Regions from separate parts of the Mus musculus genome. Here all the other regions are linked to region 1. The links are chromatin contacts, called in public Hi-C and capture Hi-C maps. All regions are on one chromosome and are shown on one strand. The core of a region is the stretch at or near the end of the contact, and the rest is flanking DNA. Distances in the headings are between cores, read along the strand shown.

Region 1 (3,200 bases), core at 274-2,773:
CCAAGTGCAGCAGGTTGAAGGCAGACATAGCTGTGGTATCTCCAGCAGAGGCAAAGGCAGCGGCAGAAGCTGAGTAGGAAAGAGGAAACAAAAACAACGAATTAAAACCTCAGGAACGGTAGGCACACTCATGGAACAACTGATGGCTTGGGTTGACCTAGGGCTAAGCGCACGCACAGTGCTAATAAACCATAGTGCGGCGGTTTCGGATGGACAGCTGACTCTCCCTGCCACTGTGAATTCCTGCACTCGCTGAGGAGGCTGGCTTTATCCCCAGTACATATGTGAGTGCAATCGAGGCTCGAAGATCCAAGGACACAGAGCAAACGTGGTGTGGGAAACGCTCATTTAACAGCAGAGCCAAAATGTGTCCTTACGTAGAGACTTGCCCTTTAAGACAAGGGAAAAAAAAAAAAAACAAAAAAACAAAAGATGAAGGACGACTATGAGACTTTGCTCCACAATCCGTTAACTTTGAAGAAGGCATAGGGAAGGTGCCCTTTCGTTTAATTCTATGATTTTTAACCTCTAAATAAAATTCTGGGAGTAGAACTCATGACCCAACATTGAAAGGGGTAGAAAATATTTTACTGAAGTCTTGAGAAATGAATCACGTAGAAGAATCCCCAACCTATACGATATTAAGACAAAAGTCCAGCTTGTGGGGTTTTCATAAGCATGCCACACAGGGCTGTGATTGGTGCGTAAACATCTCACGCAGGGCCATGATTGGTGCGTAAAGATCTCACGCAGGGCCGTGATTGGTGTGGACTAAGTTCAAATGAGATTGAAGAATACTGGGTGATTATCAATCTCTCGTGTTTTATTTAAAAACGCCGTGTTAAGTAACTTCAACTGCCTAATGTCCAAAGATGGAATGAAACTAATGTCTTGATCATTTCCTCGCCGCCACCCCCTCCATTCCCTACCCTGAAATAAAAGTCTTTTCCTGGACTCTCCTGACCCCCTTGAAGAGCAAACATGTGATAAACAGTAATCTATTTGACCAAGTCGCTCTGGAGTATATCTGACCGAAATCTGCTTGTATTAACATGCCTGAACTCTGACTTTCCCAAACTAAACTCACTACAGAAGCAAAACATTTTTGTGTTACTAACTGGAGGGGTTGGGGTGGGGGTGGGGGCTAAGAATCACAATGCGCAGCCTGAGAACCGTTAGACATAAATAAAGATGTCATTTTCACGAGTGACTGCGGAGCAGGCAAAGACTGCATGCCTTTGTAGCAGACTACTGGCTAATAAAAGATCAAAGGTCTATACCTCACAACGCCGTAAATAAAAATGTAAGTTTTTTTTTCCCCCTCCATGAGACCCTTCCCCATGAGGGATAAAGTATGTGCGGTAAATGTAATTACTTAGCAAAGCTGCGGCCTCTCAGTGCTCCCGCAGCTGACCATAAAATGCCTTCCTATTCCGTTTCATCAACCGCTGTACCAGGCGGCCTGGGCGCCTACGGATCACTGTGGCCATCTGGCTTGTGTCAAAGCCAGCACACAGGAAGCAAGGCAGTGACGTCACTCCGCAGGTCAGGCAAAGAACAAAGATGCCGGCTACAATTAAAAGCCTAGGACTGCAAATACCAGGGGCTCAAAGTGGCTGTGATTTAATAGTCCTTACTCGATCTTTTTTTTTTTTTTTCCCCTACCCAAATAGCCAGAGCGCCATCTAGTGGCAAATTGGTCTTGCCCAGTTTGGGGGCGTTTAAACTGCTTTGTTTCCTTTTTGGTGCTTAAAGTCGACCCTGGAAGTGCTATACTAACACCAAGCAGTGCAGCAATGGATAGAGTTACTGACACAGACACCTTGGCTTTTCGGATGTGGAAGAACGAAGGAACACAACCTGTCATGGTGTGAGCCACTCACAAATCTCCCGTGTTATAGGCTGGGCACTGATACAGCCTTAATTACGTGAATGCTCACAAGTATGTTAGAGAAGGTGGGCAAGTTTACAGAATGCTTGTGAAGTGCCCAGCACCCTGGGAATATGTGTCTGAGCCATGGACTGAAAGGCAGTTCTGCCCACCTGTGTCTGCATGCCCTGCTTAGCTCCGTCCAACAGAAGCACCCACGAGATGCGCCTTTAATGTGTCCGGTCCGGGAACAGGAGCATGGTAAACAATATTTTGGGACTGAGGTTTTGAGGGAAGAGAGGGAGGAGTGTGTATTTTTACACTTGCAATAGAAAACGGACCCTGACGACAGATGTAAAATACACAACCCATTCCCAGAAAGATGCCTGTCACCGTGGATGTGTGCTAGCTTTGTTGCCGGACTGCCTGGCTGGAACTCTGTCTGTCTCTGTAACTGCTTGTATGACCTTGGACAAGTTACTTACCTTTGCTTCTCCGACTCTAAAATAGCAGTTCAAAAGAGCAATTAGCTAAAGGGACCTCTCCTAGTATGTGGTATATGTTTTTTTAAAAAAAAGTTAGCTGTCAGATATTTGCTTAGTATTACATGAGCCGGAAAACATTTACGAAAACTAAATCTCCCATCAGTACATTCTGATCCTGGTTTCACCTCTGCTCAACTCTTCCCAGGTCCTCCCAGACCCCTCCTCCCCATCCATCTAACTCCATGCCTTCTTCCTGTGTTTCTCACCACATCCTATCCTGTCCCATGGCCCTGCTGGATGCACTGCTCACGGTTTCCCCAGAACAAGCCTCCGTTGCGAGTCCATGCTCTCTGATACTGTTTCCCACCATCTGCTGGTCACAGCATAGCTTTCCCAGCGCTGACCCTACAGAACGCCTGACGAGCCCCCGGCTCTCCTATGGCAGTTTTCAGGATACTGGTGTGGTTTGCACTCTTGCCTCTTCTAAATTAACGCTGCAGGGCAGGGAGGGGACCTTTTTGTATCTCACTACCCAGCACATGACAACCAAGCACTCAGTCACTTCCTGAGTAGAAGACTCAATGTAAATGATTAACCTATAAAACTGGTTGTTCTGGGCATCTCATTTCCAGTGTTGTCTCCCCCAGCTGCTTTGCTAATGGTGCTAAAAGGAATTGAAATCTGTGACAGTGTATGATTGCCAGCCAGGGCTGTAACAGGTGGGATGCTGAAAAGCACCCTCACTAAAAATTCAAAGATAATTCAAACACCTTATGATTTTCAAAGATTTCTACTTTCCTATCTAATACCCCGACTGCCTCAGAATTCTAACGTCCAGATCATGA
Region 2 (3,200 bases), core at 313-2,812, 240 kb before region 1:
ACTCACACGGGGACCGGAGAGACGAATCAGCAGTTAAGAACACTAGCTCTTCTTCAAGAAGAACAGAGTTCAATTCCCAGCACTCCCATGGCAGTATACAATTGTCTGTAACTCCAGTTTCTGGGGCTCCAACACTTATACAGACACATGTGAAAACAAAACACCAATGCATATTAAATAAAAATAAATTATTTTTTTTAAAAAATCCATTTTATAGACTCAGAGACCAGAAGGGAGCTTGCCAGGGTCTCAAATGGACTACGGGAGGCCAGTCAAAGGATGCTAGCTCTCTGACAGAAATCTGATAGATACCATAGTGACCGTGTTCAGTGACAATACTGTATAATTGAGGACTGCTTTAAAAAGAAAGATTTGGACTATTCTTACCATAAAAATAAAGTATGTGAGATAATATATATGACAATTTGCTACATTTAGGCATACCACAATGTTACAGTCAACACATCAGGTTGTGTACCATAACGATTTTGTAATGAGAAACTTTGTCAAACATATAATTTTAAAAGGTGCTTTAAAAAATTTTTCATTTTTGTGTGTATGGGTGTCTTGCCTGCACATAGGTCTGTGCATGGCATGTGTGTCTGGTGTCAGAAGAAGTCAGAATGAGGTATGAATACCCTGAGACTCGAATTAGAGACGATTGTGAGCCACCATGTGGGTGCTGGAATCGAACTCAGGTCCTTTGGAAAAGTAGCCACTTTCTTAACAACTGAGCCATTGGCCCCAGGAAAGATTCTTATGTTACGTGGGCTTGAACTGGAGGCCAGAGATTCTGCATTCTATCTCCTACTACTTACCTAGCCCAACAGGCAATGCTTGTGTTCCCCTCCTCCTGGTATCTCTGATATTAAGTAAATAGGACCTCTGCTCTCTTATCCTGAGAGATCATCGCAGTTTTCTCCTACCTGGTCCCTCCACCACCAATCTTACCCTCTCCTGTCTACTGTCTGCATTAAAGACACAGTTATGTGAGGTCCTTGATCAAACCCCTTCAGTGGACCCCCCCTCCCCCATTGCCTGGAGGGCTCAGTCAGAACTTTAAGACAGTAATTCACGATCCTTCTGATTGACTTTGGAATACATGTCAGGGGCTGATATTCCCAGTCATCTTCCAGATGTTCTCCTCTCTCCTTTCTACACTAAACATCATCATGAAGTTTGAAGTGGACATGATGGCAGCCATATCAGCATCTTTTAAAAGTCCTCAACAGTAGAGCCGCCCACGTGGCTAGCCCTCGTCAATGAGTGATAAACACAAGTGTCTTATGGCTGGCTTGTGCCTCTGTTTTTTTCTTGCCGCTGCTCAGGCATGGATGGGGTGAGGGGATGGAAATCTGCTGGAGCAGGAGGAGATCTGGGGTGAGAGCCATGGTGTGGTGAGAATGACTCTGAGAGTTTGAGCTTCATGTCCCCAACCTGCCCCAAGAACCAAGATCATGTGCATCTCTGACAAAGATCTTCACAAAGGCATGACTCTGACTCACTCTTCTTCCTGCTCTGGGCTACACCCATGTGGAACTGTGGCTGATGGCTCTGGCTGGGTAATAGGATTTCATGAGTCTGTATTTACTTCCTGCCGTCCCGCTGTTGCTTTGACTTTCACGTGAACTCTGTTGATTCAAAGCCCTCTTGGCATCTTAAGATTACTTAAGATTACTCAGAGGTAGGCAGTGCTCTCTATTTTACCGTTATTGTATCCATGTGTCACCTGTGTCCAGCAATGCATTCATAATAACTACTGCTAGATAGTTCAGCATATTTGAGCCTAAATATCTTACAAACTCTTGTCTCCAGCTAACCTCTTTGCCCACTGACTGCCCACAATTTCTTTACTATTTTTTAAAACATCGTAGACAATAAACTCCATCAGATCACGACTAGCTTTGTTTTGTCTTTGTATTTCCTGTGCCTGGTACGAAATCGGGCCCTTCGGAATATCAGCTACGTGAATGAACAAAAAATTAGAGTCGCTGGGTTCTCATTTTCTCTTCTGTAATACATTAGTGATAACAATCTCTATCCTATAAATGTTCTTTTTGTTTTGTTTGGTTTGGTTTTTGTTTTTTTGAGACAGGGTTTCTCTGTATAGCCCTGGCTGTCCTGAACTCACTCTGTAGACCAGGCTGGCCTCGAACTCAGAAATCTGCCTGCCTCTGCCTCCTGAGTGCTGGGATTAAAGGCGTGCGTCACCACGCCCGGCTCATCAATTTAGTTTCTATTGCTAGATAGTTCCGTATCTTGTTTCCAGGTAACCTCTTCTTCACCCACTGACTGGGTCAACTCCGTATAAATGAGTTGTACTTAAGGTAAAATACAAACAGTGACTATCAAGACAAATGTCTTTGTTGAAACCATCTGTAGGGACCTAGAACATAAGGCATGCTCTCTTCTCTTGCTCGCTGCTTGAGGACAACACGAAGTACTCTGAGTTGAATCTTGGTAGAGGTAATGGTGGCCTCAGGACATCTGGGAAAAATAGACTCCATAGAATAAAGATATACTCAGAGAATCTCTTGAGACCCTTCCCTTGGAGGATTCTCTTGGGATTCTGTTTTCCTCTTCGAACTGTTCCAAGCCCTGTGCCACCATCAGGTCATCTGCAGAGCCGGGTGTAATTCCAGTTCTGTGGGTTTGCTGCTGTCTTAAGACTTCCCAGCACCAGGGTCTCATGTCCTGGAGTCTACAAGACATCTTTTATAGCCATCCGTTTGTTCCCACCCCAACCATGAGATCCAGTGTTGGTTTTGCCTATATTTTCCAGCCCAAGAGTGGTAGTAATGAAGGGGGGTAGTAGGTTTAATGTCACCTCTTATATTATGAATCGGTGACATCAGCTTTTAAAACCAAAAGTATTTGTAAGATCTCCTTTTAAAGCTATAGCAGCTTTAACTACCTCCAGTCTTCCATTTAAACTGACTTCAGGGGGAAATGTTGGGTTCAAAGCAATGTCTGGGCTCTTCTCCTCTGTATATTTGCAAATGTACAAAGCTGGGTCTGTTATGTCCTGTCTGAAAGGCTATCTATTTGTACAGCTTTATGCATCTCTTCACAGAACACCCATGAAGTCACAGCTCATATTTCTGCTTTAAATATTCGATCTTTTGGTTTTAAACACCCATAAGGGTTATTTGTCAAAATGGATCTTAAACTTCGCCCCACAGTTCTGCAGCGGATCTTTA
Region 3 (3,200 bases), core at 289-2,788, 230 kb before region 1:
AAAGATCTTCCTATAAAGCTATGCTTTTAAAAAGCCTTTCTCTTACTCTTGGTTGAAAAACTGTGTTGTATACTAATTCTAGATAAAGTGGTATTTGCTTTTCTTATAAAATCCTCACAGCAGCAGATTTGGAACAATTCTCTCACTGCTCAATACCAAGTAATCAGCCCTGAAATCATCCATACCCTTGCAGCACTACCCAGACTCAGTACAGTATGGCTATACATACTTATGTGCATCTGTGCATGTGATATGTGTGTATATATATATATATATATATATATATATATATATATATATATGTGTGTGTGTGTGTGTGTGTGTGTGTGTGTATAGACATATATACATAACCATATATATAACACATACAGATGCATAGATATAGATACAGATAGTTACACACACACACATATATATATACACATATATGTGTGTGTATAACAGCAAAACAGATATATGTAAAAATAATAATTAGAGGGGAAAGGCCATCAATTTAAGAGTGGGTGAGGGGGAGGCATGAAAGGAGTGGTGGAAAGAAAGGAGAGGGGCAAAGTATTGTAATTATATTTTAATTAAAATAAACATGAATGATTATGGGGAAAAGAAAAAGCTTTTGGAAAACTGGAGATAGGACATAGAGCGCTTGCTGACCATGTGTAAAACCCTGGGTTTGATCCCCAGCAGTGGGGTGAGGGAGGATTTTCAGCCCATACACCATACCCCTTGTCATTTACGTCTGCAGGATCTTTGTATAGGGCAGGCAAAGTGTGTTCCCCAAATTTACCATATGATTTGCTCTGGCCAATGGAATGCAAGAAGATGCTTGCTTGTGCCTCTGGTTTAAAGTGTCCCATTAGAGCAAGTCCCAGTCAGCCATTCACCCCAGAATGAGATAGATGAAGGCAACTTGAACATATTCATTGAGCAAGATGAAATCTCACTGCCTATATTCACATCCTCCCTGGAGGTAGGGAGGGGGGGGGGGGGAGAGAGAAAGAAAGATTCAGAAGGGAGAAAGAAAGAGACAGACAGACAGAGAAGAGACAGATGGGAGACAGAGAAAAATGAGAGACAGAGAGAGGGAGATAGACAGACAGACAGAGACAGAGATGGAGAGAGGGAGACAAAAAGAGACAGAGAGGGGGAGACACACACACGCACACACACAGAGAGAGAGAGAGAGAGAGACTATTTGCAGCCACAAGCAACTGAGAGTCAATGCCATTTGCCACCTAGAATTAGAATACTGAAAAAATTGACTAATAGCATTTCAAAGTGCATCATAATGGTTGCCCTCCTAGCTGGAACTGAAAATAGAAGAAACTTCTACCTTCCACTAAGCCAACCTCAGAGGGCATTTTGTGGCCCTTAAATTTTTTTCCTTGAAGGTAAGTACTCTTAAAAACCCCAAAGTGGGTCTTATTTCCTAAAGGAAGTATCATTTAAAATGCTGTTTTTAGGAAGACAAAGTGGCCACGCCCTGAAAATGCACAGGAGAAGAAGTGAGTCCTGTCTGAGCTGCACCACCTCCTCCTGGGTGAGCCACCGCAGTCTGGTAACCGGAATTTTCCAGTAGTAGCCTGGGCATGAGGAAGGGCAGTGTTCTGATCTTAGCGCTAGATTTTCCATTCTTTAGTACCAGAATAGAAAGAGGGTAGAAGTATTCTATTGATGAGTGGAAATGAGAACTTAAAAAGATATTTTTAAAACACTCCATGCAAATAAATAGAATAGTCTTTAAATCCATGGGAAGGAAAAAGAAAAAGCCGTAAGCCCCAGATCAAACCTAGTCGAAATGGTAAACTTTGGTAGGCCAGGGAGGCCATTCTGCAGACCAGCATATGGACACCTTGCTTTGATTAATAATAATGATGATAATAATAATAAACAACTAAGTGCTGAAGAGCACCGTTTTTTGGTTATATGAATAAGCCCTATGAAATCATAGTGAGCAGGACGCTTGTTGAGAGTTAACTGTGTCTAACTCGATTGCTCGAGTGCTATCCAGCCTTCAGCTTGCTCTCGGCAGCGTTAGCCTTGTCCACTGGTCTGAGAGCTGCTTCTGTAAGCAAGCGAGCGAGCAGAGCCAAGCTTCGCTCTCCCGTTGTGTCCAACAGTCTGTGGGCAGGAGCGGAGCCAGAGAAATGATTGCCCTCTTCAAGGCAAACTCCCGGGGAGGGGAATTCCTTTTGAGTTCTTTTTTTAAATTTCTTTTTCTTTTTCTTTTTTTTAACTCCTCTTTAAGAAAGATGATCTGTCTCAGTACCGTGTCTGGTGTTTTCCTGATCACTCTCCACAGCCGGCCTCTGCAGGCCGGCAATCTACTACAGCAATCTGCTTTGTTCCGCCCGGGAGTCCTGTCGTCTCTCAAGGCAGGGAGAATCACCAATGGCATCTCACTTCAACAAATTAGCCACAGTGTTTACACTGCAGGTCCTGGGGCTGGGCTCTCTGGTGTTTCCAGAAATTCCCAGGATTCTAATGTTTTTCCAAGTGGGAGGGTTTTGATGCTATGCATTTGATTTCTCTGGCTTAGCAAACATGAATCCTTATGATCCTGCTGAGTGCTTAAACCCGGAGTCACAGAAACACACACCACACTACACACCATACACACACCACACACACACACATACATACAAACATACCACAACACATCAAACCATACACACACACACACCATACCACACACACACATACACTCACACCACAGTACACCACATACACACTCCCACACACAGAAAAAGAAAGAGACACACAGAGAGAGGATCATAAAGAAAGCGTGGTACAGGGAAGAACGTTTCTAAAAGTTAGGGTGAGATTGGGTCCTAACCCTGCTTCAGGTAGGCTGGCTCTCACTTCCAGCTTGAAGTCTGCGGCGACGCGCAGGCTGGATGTCCCTCGCTCTTCCCTCGGCTTTAACATTCTCTACCTTTGGACCTCTAACTGGTAGCCAAATAGAAATGAATCTTCTTAAGGCAAGGCAGTAGGAAGTACTAGCACCCCAACAGAAGAATCTCATGAAACTCACGTTTCCTCAAGGATCCACCAACCCCCTGCCTCAGATTCCACACAAGGGAGTGGAGGATACAGCTATACAGAGGGTGCCACTGCTAGGTTTTATTAGTTGGTAGCGATCTTCTCATAGATCGAGCCCTATGTAGCTTGTAGTCTTAGCAGTTAGTTCCTATTTTAGGGCC

What was found. Hi-C and Micro-C count contacts between places; a contact is called where the count stands out from the background. Capture Hi-C pulls out chosen DNA fragments and counts their contacts.
Region 2: a Hi-C map of the HPC-7 cell line shows a contact between it and region 1, with 3 times the contacts expected there. The contact joins two enhancer-like sites. A contact is called at or near these places in 1 of 15 datasets of contacts at CTCF or cohesin (the NIH/3T3 cell line), 6 of 484 Hi-C or Micro-C datasets (CD4 T cells, the HPC-7 cell line, embryonic fibroblasts and 2 more) and 7 of 115 datasets of contacts at active chromatin or transcription factors (the NIH/3T3 cell line, a colorectal cancer cell line, embryonic fibroblasts and 4 more).
Region 3: a contact with region 1 is called in a capture Hi-C map of embryonic tail, with 3 times the contacts expected there. The contact joins two enhancer-like sites. A contact is called at or near these places in 2 of 15 datasets of contacts at CTCF or cohesin (the NIH/3T3 cell line and stem cell-derived epiblast-like cells), 3 of 484 Hi-C or Micro-C datasets (the G1E-ER4 cell line, nephron progenitors and palatal mesenchyme), 5 of 115 datasets of contacts at active chromatin or transcription factors (the NIH/3T3 cell line, a colorectal cancer cell line, embryonic stem cells and 2 more) and 3 of 9 other capture datasets (embryonic stem cells, embryonic tail and embryonic trunk).

The regions. Positions count from the first base shown.
Region 1 is chr10:120,871,083-120,874,282 of GRCm38.p6, forward strand. It overlaps Msrb3 (methionine sulfoxide reductase B3), which reads right to left. Exons shown (of 7, transcript NM_177092.4): 2 at 1-69. The coding sequence starts at 28. Among named protein-coding and RNA genes, the nearest start is that of Gm15910, 15 kb to the left of the region's middle. Within about 2 kb of position 1,524, at least 93 of the 459 cell types and tissues checked have an H3K27ac peak or open chromatin away from gene starts, as enhancers often do. A contact at or near this core is called in embryonic tail and nephron progenitors, where this site is marked.
Region 2 is chr10:120,626,754-120,629,953 of GRCm38.p6, forward strand. No RefSeq gene overlaps it. Among named protein-coding and RNA genes, the nearest start is that of 4930471E19Rik, 7.8 kb to the right of the region's middle. Within about 2 kb of position 1,563, at least 70 of the 459 cell types and tissues checked have an H3K27ac peak or open chromatin away from gene starts, as enhancers often do.
Region 3 is chr10:120,644,858-120,648,057 of GRCm38.p6, forward strand. No RefSeq gene overlaps it. Among named protein-coding and RNA genes, the nearest start is that of 4930471E19Rik, 10 kb to the left of the region's middle. RefSeq lists an enhancer at 1,186-3,200. Within about 2 kb of position 1,539, at least 86 of the 459 cell types and tissues checked have an H3K27ac peak or open chromatin away from gene starts, as enhancers often do. A contact at or near this core is called in embryonic tail and nephron progenitors, where this site is marked.